Regions from separate parts of the Mus musculus genome. Here region 2 is linked to region 1. A link is a contact called in public HiChIP or PLAC-seq data. All regions are on one chromosome and are shown on one strand. Each heading gives the region's core, a stretch centred on a gene start, on an enhancer-like site or on the middle of the called end of the contact. The rest is flanking DNA. Distances are from core to core; before and after follow the strand shown.

What was found. HiChIP or PLAC-seq counts read pairs in DNA pulled down with a chosen protein or histone mark.
Region 2: a FOXA1 HiChIP or PLAC-seq map of pancreatic cancer cells shows a contact between it and region 1. The contact joins two enhancer-like sites. A contact is called at or near these places in 2 of 115 datasets of contacts at active chromatin or transcription factors (microglia and pancreatic cancer cells).

The regions. Positions count from the first base shown.
Region 1 is chr13:97,169,621-97,175,878 of GRCm38.p6, reverse strand. Gfm2 (G elongation factor, mitochondrial 2) reads right to left here. Exons shown (of 21, transcript NM_177266.5): 17 at 4,255-4,393; 18 at 3,188-3,367; 19 at 2,824-2,939; 20 at 835-1,017; 21 at 1-279. The coding sequence ends at 142. Among named protein-coding and RNA genes, the nearest start is that of Hexb, 26 kb to the left of the region's middle. Within about 2 kb of position 2,873, at least 15 of the 459 cell types and tissues checked have an H3K27ac peak or open chromatin away from gene starts, as enhancers often do. A contact at or near this core is called in pancreatic cancer cells, where this site is marked.
Region 2 is chr13:97,547,320-97,553,133 of GRCm38.p6, reverse strand. No RefSeq gene overlaps it. Among named protein-coding and RNA genes, the nearest start is that of Gm5086, 9.8 kb to the left of the region's middle. Within about 2 kb of position 2,098, at least 26 of the 459 cell types and tissues checked have an H3K27ac peak or open chromatin away from gene starts, as enhancers often do. A contact at or near this core is called in pancreatic cancer cells, where this site is marked.

The sequences.
Region 1 (6,258 bases), core at 1,624-4,123:
AACAGAATTAGAATGGCAGCTCCAAGGGTCTTGTCAAGTTCTTTCCACACCAAAGCAGCAATTTACTAGCCAGTTAATAAAACAGCATTCTTGCCGGGAATAAAGCAGGCAACTGGCCCAGCTTTCCCCGTTTCCAAGGGCCTATAGCACATGGGCCAAGCCACTTCTCTGGTTGAGTAGAGCACTCTGGTCTTGAGGACTCATGGCTTGATAAGTAGACAGTTCTAAGGCAAAAGTAGCTGAGCCAGATGTCAGAGTTCGAAGCACAGTTGAATATCCCTAATGAAAAAAAGTTCAGTTTGTTACTGCACTTAATTTACGCCTTACATTTTTTATCTTGGGGATTATCTTAGACCACAGAAGAGAAGGTGGTGGTGAGTCCCACCGCCTCCAGGGAGAGGTTTTCAAAAAGAAAGAAAAGGGAAATACTATGGCAAAAACTTCGCATAGGTGAGCTGTGCATGCATTCTGAGGTAAGTGACTCTGTCCTTCCCCTTTGTCAGTCAGTACCCTCATGTCTATCCGAGGGGCAGAAGTGCCTGGGTGGGGAAGAGAAGGATGCTGGCCCCAAAATTTATAAGAAAATACATGGAAGCAGGGGTTAGACAGTTAACAGCCTGACCACATTTGAGACACTGTGCCTTAATCTTTGTGGCTCTGTGATTGGAAGTAACGTGTTCCCAAGTTCTCAGCCACCACTGAAGGCAAAGTTTCATGGTGGCTGAAACCTTGGCATGCATTCTCTAAACCCAAGCCCAATGCCCACAGTGTCACTCGCACTGTCGGGGTCATCTCCTAGAGTAAACAACGTGTACATGTCAAATGCAAACTCACCATAATCTCTGCTAGAGGAACGAATCCTAGAACAACTCTGTTGTCTTGGCGAGTCTGGATTTCCTGAATGTTCCCTCTTCTTTGTGCCAAGTCTGCCAGGACAGGGCTGAGGTACTCCCTGCTCACTGTGACCTCGAGACTCATCAGAGGTTCCAGCACCTGTTTGTCAGCTTTCTTCAGGGCCTGAAGAGATTTCATAAACTGAACAAATTTCTATTCCAGTACACGGAAGACAGAGGAAGGCTAATTCCTATATTCCTGAGCAGAGGGCTCTGGGGAGCTCACTGTATAAGGAGCCAAGAAGTTAGAACTTGTACAGTGGCCACATGCTGGAAAGAACAGCACAGGAGAGCACCTCAAAAAGCCAACAACAAAGGCAAGAGTCAAGACAACTGTCTACAAATACTTTCTGTATTTACAGTTTATAATCTTAGACTTCATCGGCCACAGAGGGAACCTGACCATGTTTTCAAGATAAAACAATCATGTGGGAAAGGGTAAATATAAGAGAAAAATGCTTCCTTTAGGGAGGGACTGGCCTCCCAGAGCTGCCCTCTATCCTTTTCAGACTTCTGAACAGTACCTCACTGCAGAGCTTCCACACCAGCAGTAGCTGCAGCCCATCTCGGAGGACTCAGTCTTGTCCCCCACTGGGCCCCAAGCCTAGCTCAGCAGTTTCTTTTCCAAGCACGTCTCTGGCCTTTCTTATTTGCTGATGGCATTAGTAGATCTCAGTTTGCTTAAATGTACTTCTCTGATTTCCTTTTTCCAGCAAACACCAGTATTTCTATTCCTGTTGCTGGCATCTTGATTCAGACATCGTCTAGTTCCTGTCTGTCCTAGACTGTCTTTCCCGTGCCAAATGCCAATCACTTCTGTGTTCTGACTATATATACTTCACTGATCAAAACATTTATTCTCCATTGTTCCCAGAACACAGTTCAAACCTTACTTAGTGCTTGAAAGCTTCAGTGTGACCTGTGACTTTACTCTCCAGTGCTAGGCTAAGGTACTCCCACACTGGGAAACCGCATGGGGGTTGATCAGATCTGGTGGGCCACTGAGGCAGGAGGCAGAAGGCCATGACACTCAGGACAACTCAGGTGATCACATGCATGGAAGATGCTTGGCCTAAATCTGTTGTTCAATGGGACTGATTTGTTTTTGTTTTTTAATGAAAACAATCTTATTTGGACAAATTCAAATATTTGAAATTAAAGGTTTGAGAGATGGTTCAGCAGTTAAGAATACTGTCTGGTCTTGAGTTCAATTACTAGCAACCACATGGTGGCTCACAACCATCTGTAATGGGATTTGATGCCCTCTTCTGGCATGCAGGTGTACACAAAGATAGAGCACTCACATACATAAAATAATCTTTAAAAAGAAGTTGAAATTCACATTAGATTTCCATTGTCCTTTACATTAAAGCCCAATGTCAAGCTGACCTCAGATCTGTCCAGTTAAATCCACCAGGCTTTGGGGCTGGAAAGATGGATTATCTATCTAATTAATATATATATATATATTCCCCTCTCCCCAGCCAGGCTTGTAGCTAACTGTAACATCTCAAAAGTAAAAAAAGGAATGTCTAAACAAGGTGCACTCTTCACAGGCCCAGGTTTTGTTTGGAAAGATCTTTTGGTAAAATCAGAATGTTTTGTTTAACCTTTCTGACCAGTAATTTCTAAAATCTTTCAAATGAAAATTTAGTTTTAGAAATCAAAGATTTCCCATACAAGAGCTAGTTTAAAAGTTTTAAATCCCATTTGTGTGTGTGGTATGTGCTCATGTAGAGGTCATAGGACAACGTTCTGAAGCCACTATGCAGTTCCTGAGCATTAAACTCAGAAGCAGGCTTTTGGTGCTAAGTACCTTTACCCACTGGTACTAGATCTGGGTGGCCCCATGGTGACATAAGGTCTGTGGAATCTGCGGTGCTGGCCTCAGTGCCCATCCTTAATGCAGAGCATGAAGGGTGCTCCGTACCTTCTGCATACACCGTGAGATGCAGGCAGTGACCATAGTTGTGGAGGTGCCAGGGTGAATCATCAGTGAGTGCAACGTCATTGCCACATCCTGGACTGGGGATCCGAGCAGAGGTCCTGGGTGGGGAGAATAAAGCACAACAGTACACACAGTCCAGTAACAAGGAGCAATGCAGCAAGAATTCATGTGAAGTCCAAGCACAGAGAACACTGGCGTGTCTGTAGCACACGGACCAACTCGGAGGCTGAGTGTAACATCAAGGCAGAGTGCACAGTGCACGCTAGTACGCCCAAGATCCTGGCTCAAACTCCAGCATGAGAGAAAAAAAGAAACAGTCACCAGGAGACAGGTGTGTGTCCCTTACCCTGGAGGCATGCACTGTGGACGGCACTTTCAATGGCCTCCCGAGAGGCCTGCAGCAGGTCTTCACCCACACAGTCAGCATACTCGATCTTGGCCACAGCACAGGGCTCTTCTGCTGGCCGGACTTCCAGCTCCGCACTCACCAAGTGCCGCTTGTCTCCAAGCACCCTATCGAGGGTGTCTGCGGACAAACACATGGAAATGCGTGAAGAATAAGGAGGGCCTGCACTCGAGGCTCAACGTTTGCCAGGATAATGAAGGAAGCCAAAGAAAGATGCCAGGAACAGGCTGCCCCAGGAGACTGTCTGCCCTTGCTGAGATTGCTTGTATCTGAGACCCCTCAAAACTAAGTCTTTAAAAGTACCAACCTTGGGGAAAAGGTAACACTCAAATTGTATGACATCTAGAGAGTATAAAAAGCTGATAATAAAAACTATAAACCTTGTTCCTCTGCCAATTTCCAAATTTAAATTTCCTATATTCCTTCAGCAATATTTAATGTTTCTCCCTCCCCCAAAACTAGTAAAGTATTTTCTGAAATACAGAAAAACAGCTTTCCGTGTTTTGTTTTGTTTTGTTTCTGGATAGGGGGTTCTATTTTCTTTGTAAGTACTAGGGACTGAACCCAGAGACTTTGCTCACCTTGAGGTGAAGAGTGACCACTGTTATTTTGCTTAAGGGAACCAAATACAGAAAACCTGAGTGCTGACATTCAGGACAGAAACATAAAAACTGCACCTCCTCTAGAATGCTATCTGTATAGGGACACTGTATTAAATAGCGGAATTATTCATGCACTTCATACAATAAATATGAATTGACTTCAAATTCTTAGTCCCATTTCAGTGGTAAGGGCTGGAACAAGCCAGTGATTTCACTGTCCCACGGCCACTAGAAAACACATTTGTCTGATGGGTGGGGGGGGGGTAGCAGTGGCACCAGGCCTTCTATACTAATTTTTTTTTAATACACACAGTAAAACTGTGGGAGACACTGGAAACTGTGACTTCTGTTTACACAACTAAACACTAAACAAACCCAGAATGTCCAAAATGTTGTATTTTTTACCTGTGGCGCGAACTGAGTTTAAGATGGTTTCCCGGTATGCCACCTGCAGAGGCCCTAGATAGGTCTCTAGGCCATACTCCCTCTTGATACGGTCATGAATAATCTCAATATGCAACTCCCCCATTCCACACAGGACAGTCTGGTAATAAAAAGGAAAAAAAATAAAAATAAAAAAATAAATCAGGGCCGGGCATGGTGGCGCACGCTTTTAATCCCAGCACTCGGGAGGCAGAGGCAGGTGGATTTCTGAGTTCCAGGCCAGCCTGGTCTACAAAGTGATTTCCAGGACAGCCAGGAATATACAAAGAAACCCTGTGTCAAAAAAACAAAAAAATAAAAAAATAAAAATAAACAATAAAAAAAAAAAAACAAAATACTATATATAGAAAAAATAAATGCAAAGTATGATAAAAAGAAATGATGTTCACATATTTAAGTAATTTTCTATTAATTACGACTGAGTTTCTTTTGAAAACTTTCTGAGGGCTCCTACATGAGAATACTACTTCTGACTAGAATATAAACCAAATGCAGTGACCTCTGGGCACTGTCTCTGCCCATGACAGTCTGGTGACCAGCTGGGTAAGTGGCACCAAGTTAGGGTCACACATACTTCCTAACCCCATACCAAACCTGGCTGGAGCAACAGGAGCACAATCAATGCTCGCAACTTCTGGATTATGTCTCTTCTCTTCTTTCTTTGTATGCAGTTTGCTTGTTATTTATTATTATTGTATGTGTGCTATGTTTGTGTATGGTGGAGGGGAGAGGCATGTGTAGAGGTCAGAGGACAACTTATTTAGATTCCAAGATGGAATCCAGGTGTCTGTTGTGTATAGCCAGTGACTTTACACACTGAGGAATCTCACTGGGCCTAGTTTTAATATTTTATGTGTATGGATAATTTGCCTGCATGTGTGTCTGTATTCTATTGGCATGCCTAGTGACTAAAAAGCCATAAGAGGGCATTGGAGTTGAAAACAGTTGTGAATCATCATGTAAGTGCTGGGAATTGAACTCAGGACCTCTAGAATAGTCAGTATTCTTAAACACTGAGCCATCTCTCCAGTCCTCCTCATTTGATTTTTGACAGGGTTTCACTTGTGTGCCGTCCAACTTCATATCAAACTTGCAGCAATCATATTACCTTAGCCTCTCAAGTATTGGAATCACAGGCAAGAGACACCCCAAACCTGGCTAAACCCTTTCTTTTCCTTTTTTGGGGGGTGGTGGTGGAATTTTCAAGACAGAGTCGCACTATGTAGCTCTGGCTGGTCTGGAACTCACTTTGTATACCAGGCTGCTCTAGAATTCAGAGATTCAGAACCCAGATGTCCCTCAACAGAGGAATGGATACAGAAAATGTGGTACATTTATACAATGGAGTACTACACAGCTATTAAAAATAATGAATTTGCCGGGTGGTGGTGGTGGCACACAACTTTAATCCCAGCACTTGGGAGGCAGAGGCAAGCAGATTTCTGAGTTTGAGGCCAGCCTGGTCTACAAAGTGAGTTCCAGGACTGCCAGGGCTATACAGAGAAACCCTGTCTCGAAAACCCAAAATAAATAAATAAATAAATAATGAATTTATGAAATTCTTAGACAAATGAATGAATCTGGAGGATATCATCCTGAGTGAGGTAACCCAATCACAAAAGAACACACATGATATGCAGTCACTGATAAGTGGATATTAGCCCAGAAGCTCAGAATACCTAAGATACAATTTGCAAAACACATGCAACTCAAAGTGTGGCTACTTCGATCCTTCTTAGAAGGGGGAAGAAAATACCCATGGAAGGAGGTACAGAGACAAAGTTTGGAGCAGAGACTGAAGGAATGACCATCCAGAGACTGCCCCACTGGGGATCCATCCCATATACAGTCACCAAACCCAGACACTTTTGCAGATGCCAACAAGAGCTTGCTGACAGGAGCCTGATATATATAGCTGCCTCCTGAGAGGCTCTGCCAGTGCTTGACAAATACAGAAGTGGATGC
Region 2 (5,814 bases), core at 849-3,348, 380 kb before region 1:
GAGCAAATGTCAGGCATGGGAAATGCAACTCCTTAAAAGTCGGTTTAATCTGAACTTCCTTGTAATTTAAAATGCCTGCTTTTCAAAGTATGCACCTGAAGAAAGAAAAAAGAGTCTGTGTGTGGGTGAGGGTGGGGGTTGGGGTGTGTGTGGATGGAACAGGAAAACCCTGTAGGGATGGAGAGAGAGAGAGAGAGGGAAAGGAAAATGGCAGGGGGGAAAAGGAAGAGAGGGAGGAAAGAAGAGAGGAAGAGAGGAGGGAAGTCAGAAAAAAAAGAATGGGACAGACAACAATCTGATAGATTTAATGGGTAATATCTTGAAAAAAAAACATTTTCCTATAGATGTGCAAAAGGCCCATAAACCCATGGAAAAAAAGGCTCAACTACACAGATGCAAACACTAGTATGCCTGAAGAATTAAGCATGTGAATGTGCAAGCACACACACACACACACACACACACACACACACACAGATCCTAAACATGGATTGACCACCCCACTTTCTCCCTCAAAAGCCTTCTGTGATCCTCCATCACTTAGTGGAGTTCACCTAAAACCCTCCGGTCAGCATTTAAGAGCCTTACAGCTTTCTCTACTCCTCCCCCACAGAGCATCACCCCCAGGCAAATGATTTGCTCATTCTCTTCAACTGTCACGTGACCCTTCTCTTCACCTTCTTGTTGCTTAGCCTACTCAGCCCTAACATCCCAAGACCAAGGTCTGGCCACCTCTTTAGGAAGAGGCTCCTCAGTCCCTACCTTGAGCTAACCACTCCTTTCTAAAAGGTTACCCCAGCCAGCACTCCGATGATTCATTTGCTAATTACCCATCTGCTGCCGACCAGCATTTCTTCCATTAATGCTTACTTCTGTTGACTGCTTTATTGGGTTTTCATGCTTATAAATGTTTTATCTTTAATTGGAGTTTCTATTTCTTCTTTAACAGGGCAACCTTATCCTCTTTGATCTCACAAAGCATTTAAGAGTTATCCACACACACAGTAGGACCTCAGAAGATGTATATGGATTCAGTTTGTAAGCTTCTTGTTTTCTGAGATCAGGAACACTCACCACTGACAGCCAGGGCCTATTTGAGGTCATCACCTTTACATGTTTTCAGCTCCCAAGTCTTCATGATGGTTCTTAGAGCATCAAGAATGCACACATCTCCAAAATGTCTTTCTCCTGGGGCGTTTACCACTTCTGCTTTGCCTTTTGTCCCATGCACCATTATGAGGCAGATTTGGCCCTTACTTAGTATACCATTGAGTCAACTGATTATGTTTTCTGAGCCTAGAGAGTAATAGATCCTATTACAGGAAGTGAAATGAGAATTTTCTGTCTCACAAAGATCTCATTTAAAAAATTATAACTGGGAAAAGGCATCTTTATTATCTGCTTATTGATTTAGCTAGTATTGTTTATTTTTAAGTGCTTTGGGAAAGATACATGATAACTAACTGACCCATTTGTAAGAACAGGGAATCTACAGTCATGAAATAGCCATCTACATGAACTAGAAACTCTCAAACAGAGGGTTTTTCTGGCAACTGCTGAGTGACCTTTAGTCAGTAACTAAGTAGTAATTGTCTGCCTCACCCCCAGTTCATGCCTAGTCCACTTTACCTGAAAACCTCCACTCACTGATGATCATCCTAAGGAAGTTGAAATCAAGATTCTTGTCACGTGCCAGCATCTGACTCTAGGTACTGGCTTCTTCAAGCACGGTGAAGCCAAGACCTCTGAAGACCAAATTCATTGGTTCCCACTTTGCTGCGACTGCAGTATCTGACCACAAGATTTCAGGTGCTGGGCTTCCTGAGCACAGAGGTCCCACCTCATTCCTCTTTGCAGCTCTCTCCCTGTCCTTCCTTCTAACCCAAACTCGGAGCAGGTTCTGTCGTGATGTTGGTACCATTTGAGAAGACACAGTGGCATCCATGTTCTGTGTCCCGAGTGGGCATATGTGTGCTTTGTCAACACTCAGCTTCCAGGTGTCTTTCTTGTGGAGGCAGCCTCTGTTTCACTGGGAAGCTCACCTCTTATTTTCAGCCTTTGTTATTCTAGGGGAGATGACTCATCCTGACATATGATTCACAGCATCTGAAGAGACCATTGTACTGAGCATATGACTATCAGAGTCAATGAGGGAAGATTGGGGTCCTAGTGAGTACTGAGAGATCTGTGAGGGAAACAGCTGTCCTTCTTTCTGTCTTTGAAGCTGACAATCATCTTGACATGGAATAGAAGTGAGGTTTTTTTTTTTTTTAATCTTACAACAACAAATAAAATAGCTGTCAAAATATCACAGTAGTGGAAAGAGCCAATTGGAGGGAAATCTTTCTTTCTGTCCAAGAGAATGAAATCTCTGGTCTAGATGGAGAGCTAACACGCAATTGGGCAGGTTGGGTGATCTGGTTAAGGGACCACCCCCAGGAAGGCAAGTTCACCCTAAACCCTGCTGAAGAGGAGGGAGGAATAATTATCCTTTTAATGAGATACGGTACTTTTCCTTCATTTCCACCTGCTAGCACAGTCCTACAAGGCAATGTAAAGTTCTGCTCTGTCTACCCACCTTTGTTTAGACTCAGAAAGGCTTAGCTTTTCTTTTGTCTTCTTTTTCTGTCTCTCTCTTTGAGCTGCTGAGGAGCCTAAGTGTGATTTTTTTCCTGGTACTTTGGGTTTCCTTACTCTCTCCTCCCCACCATGTGGCTGCTCCTCTGCCATATGGCTGAGGCTCCATGCTGGCTGAGCTGCTTCACCCTTTTCCTTCTCCTCTCCAAGCTCCTCCTCGGGCAGCTGCCAAGGTTTAGTTTTCCTGCTCTTGGGAGGGAGTGGTGGTTTCTTCTCGTGGCCTTCCTTTTTTAAGATTTCTTCTCATGGGCTGGTGAGATGGCTCAGTGGGTAAGAGCACCCGACTGCTCTTCCGAAGGTCCGAAGTTCAAATCCCAGCAACCACATGGTGGCTCACAACCACCCGTAATGAGATCTGATGCCCTCTTCTGGTGTGTCTGAAGACAGCTATAGTGTACTTACATATAATAAATAAATAAATCTTTAAAAAAAAAAAAAAAAGATTTCTTCTCATTAGGTAGTATTGGGGAATGTGATGTCTATACATCACGTGTGTGGCTATGTGTGGGACTGTGGGTGCCCATGCATCCGGAGGCATCAGATCTCCCAGGGTTTCTTCTGTTAATGCTTGCCCCGCTGCCTGCTATGAGCTATCTAACCTGGGTGGTGGGCACCGAACATGGATTCTTTGAAGAAACAGTACACTCTCTTAATCCCTGAGCCAGACCAAGATTTTTCAAGAAAATTGTCCCCCAAGCTTCTGTTTGAGTCTGTCATTAAATTATTTTATGAATGGGATTAAGAACCCCAAAAGGGACTTTGATTTCCCCTGTACCTACGTGCTGGCTCCTGTGGAACTCACTGAAATTCCAGTCAACAGTGACAACAGGTGAGATTGCCGTCGGCCCCAAAGGTACTTTTCCAATGAGCACTGACGATACCCTGCTGACAGTATTTAGCTTTTCTGGCAGTCTTTCATTTTTCTGTCACTTAGGACTGGCACAGAGCCCTGAGAGACACCCACTTTGCCACTAAACTGCAAAAATGATCATGTCTACTAGGGAGTTTGAGAAGGGGCTACTTGGGCGTAGGGTGGGGCTGTTCATGCTGATGTTGGAAAAGAGTGCAGCCTGGGAACCGGAAGCCAAGAGCAATGGCTTCCAGTTGAGTGTGTTTTCCTTTTCCACACACGTTGTCTTCTGTGAGCAATAGTCATTAAGAGTAGCCATCTACTCTGTGAGTGCCTTAACAGTGCAACTGGGCCAGAGGAGCTTGCGAATGAGTCACCTGCCAGGGAGTGTGCTGAGGGGCCATCTTCAAAGCCACTGAGAAGGCCTCTCCTAAAAGACGGAGGGTAGACCAGGCAGCTGTGGCAGAGTTGCCAGCAACTGGCAGGACCATGGCAGCTATAGAACATTCTAGTCACGCATAGTCTTTCCACAGAAGATATGGCGGCAGTGAAGAGAGACTATGCCTCCTCCAGATTCAAAGATGGATTTATTTCCAGAAGTATCTGCCCTTGCTGGATTTGGGTAACGCGGTTTCATCACTAGGTTCCATCAATGCATTGTCCAGACTGGGGTGGGGAGTAATTCCGAGTAGAGAAAATGCTTAGCATTCTTAACACACTAGGTTATGTTCCCAGGACTGTAGAAAAATGAAATGCCAGTGGGCTGTGCCCATTGCTTAGTGAGTGTCTCTGATATTGTTAACTTGAAGAAACTTGAAGTATGGGCCTCTGCTCTGGTCTCTTCCTCCAATGTTGATGTTTTTCTCAACTAAAAATAGTAGCTTCCTGCTTCCCTGCGATCAGGCGCCTTCAACATCAATGTTGAAATATTTACTTCAGCTGCAGGAAAACGAGTCTGTTATGTCTCCACGGCTCGGCTGGCGGAAGCAAAGTTTTCTTGGCAACACCCCTGCAGCAGCCTGCAGGAAAGGGTCACCCGAATCTACAAAGGGGCAATCGGCAAAGACTGCCTTTCTTCTCTCTTCTTTTTCCCATTTAGCTCTGAGCTATGAACATGCTTAAAAGCACAAGTGAGGGGGCCAGCTCTGAATGCTCTTTGTTCTCAGAGATAAGTTCAAAGATATCAAAAGTCACCCTCTAAGGCTGCAGGGAAAATGCTTTCTTTCTACTTAGCTTTTTTTTTTTTTTTTTTTTTCAAAAAAGTTGAAAGTCTACAGGCTTCCCAGAAATTCAAAGGTAAGAACCAAGAAGGTAGCTGAAGATTGTTTCCTGACATTGGAAAAATAGTTTTCCTTTTCTTCTTCTTCTTCGTTTTTTTTTCCTTTTTTCTCCCACTGCCCCCCAACCCCCACAGGCAAATCATATTCATGCAGCTGTGCCTTCAGAACAATTAGACACACCTAGACAACCAAAAGGCCATGCCAAGAAACTGTCCCCAGGACAGAGACAGTGAGTGTTCTGACATCCTATGCACCGGTCGGCTTTTTACAATCTGAGGCCCTTCCACGTATGTTTCCCACACATAAAAAAAAAATAATAATGCAAGCATCTGACCCATATGCCAGAGTGTCTTTTTCTCTCTGTTGCTGGCCAGAGCAGCTGGGAAAACATAACCTAGGACTGAGGAACCCTCTGACACATCAGTCCACCGAGGTCCTTGGGACATGGTCAAAAAGATGTCTGGATCTTTAAAAGACACTGATTGTTTAAAGAATGAAATCATTCCTCTGAAACCTTAACTCAGCATCATAATTGGACCCAGAAAGACACTGCGAGAGTCTCACCGAAAAAGACCCGTGTGTGTGTGTGTGTGTGTGTGTGTGTGTGTGTGTGTGTGTGTGTGTGTTGGGGGGTCGTGTATGGAGGCCAAAGATCAACTTTGGATACCCTCCCTCACATGGTCTCCACTATTTGATACAGGGTTTCTCATTAGCCTGGAGTCCCCATGTCATCTAGACCTCATGGCCATTGAGCCCCTAGGAAATCTGTCTGCTCTATTGACCCCGGTACAGGAATCACAAGTATGCACTACCATGTAGCTCTTTAACATGGGTACTAAGAGTCAAACTCAGATATTCAAGCGTGTACCCTACTGACTGAGCGGCTGTCCCAGCCCACCTCCTTTTTTGTTTTGCTTTGACTCCTATTCACAGAAAAGAAAAGCCTGACGCCAGAATAGGGTGATGCTGGTGGGGTACTGGAAGAGGACCCAGATGAGGACTCATGAGTCCTGATGCATACCCAAACTTGATGTTAGCACCTATACA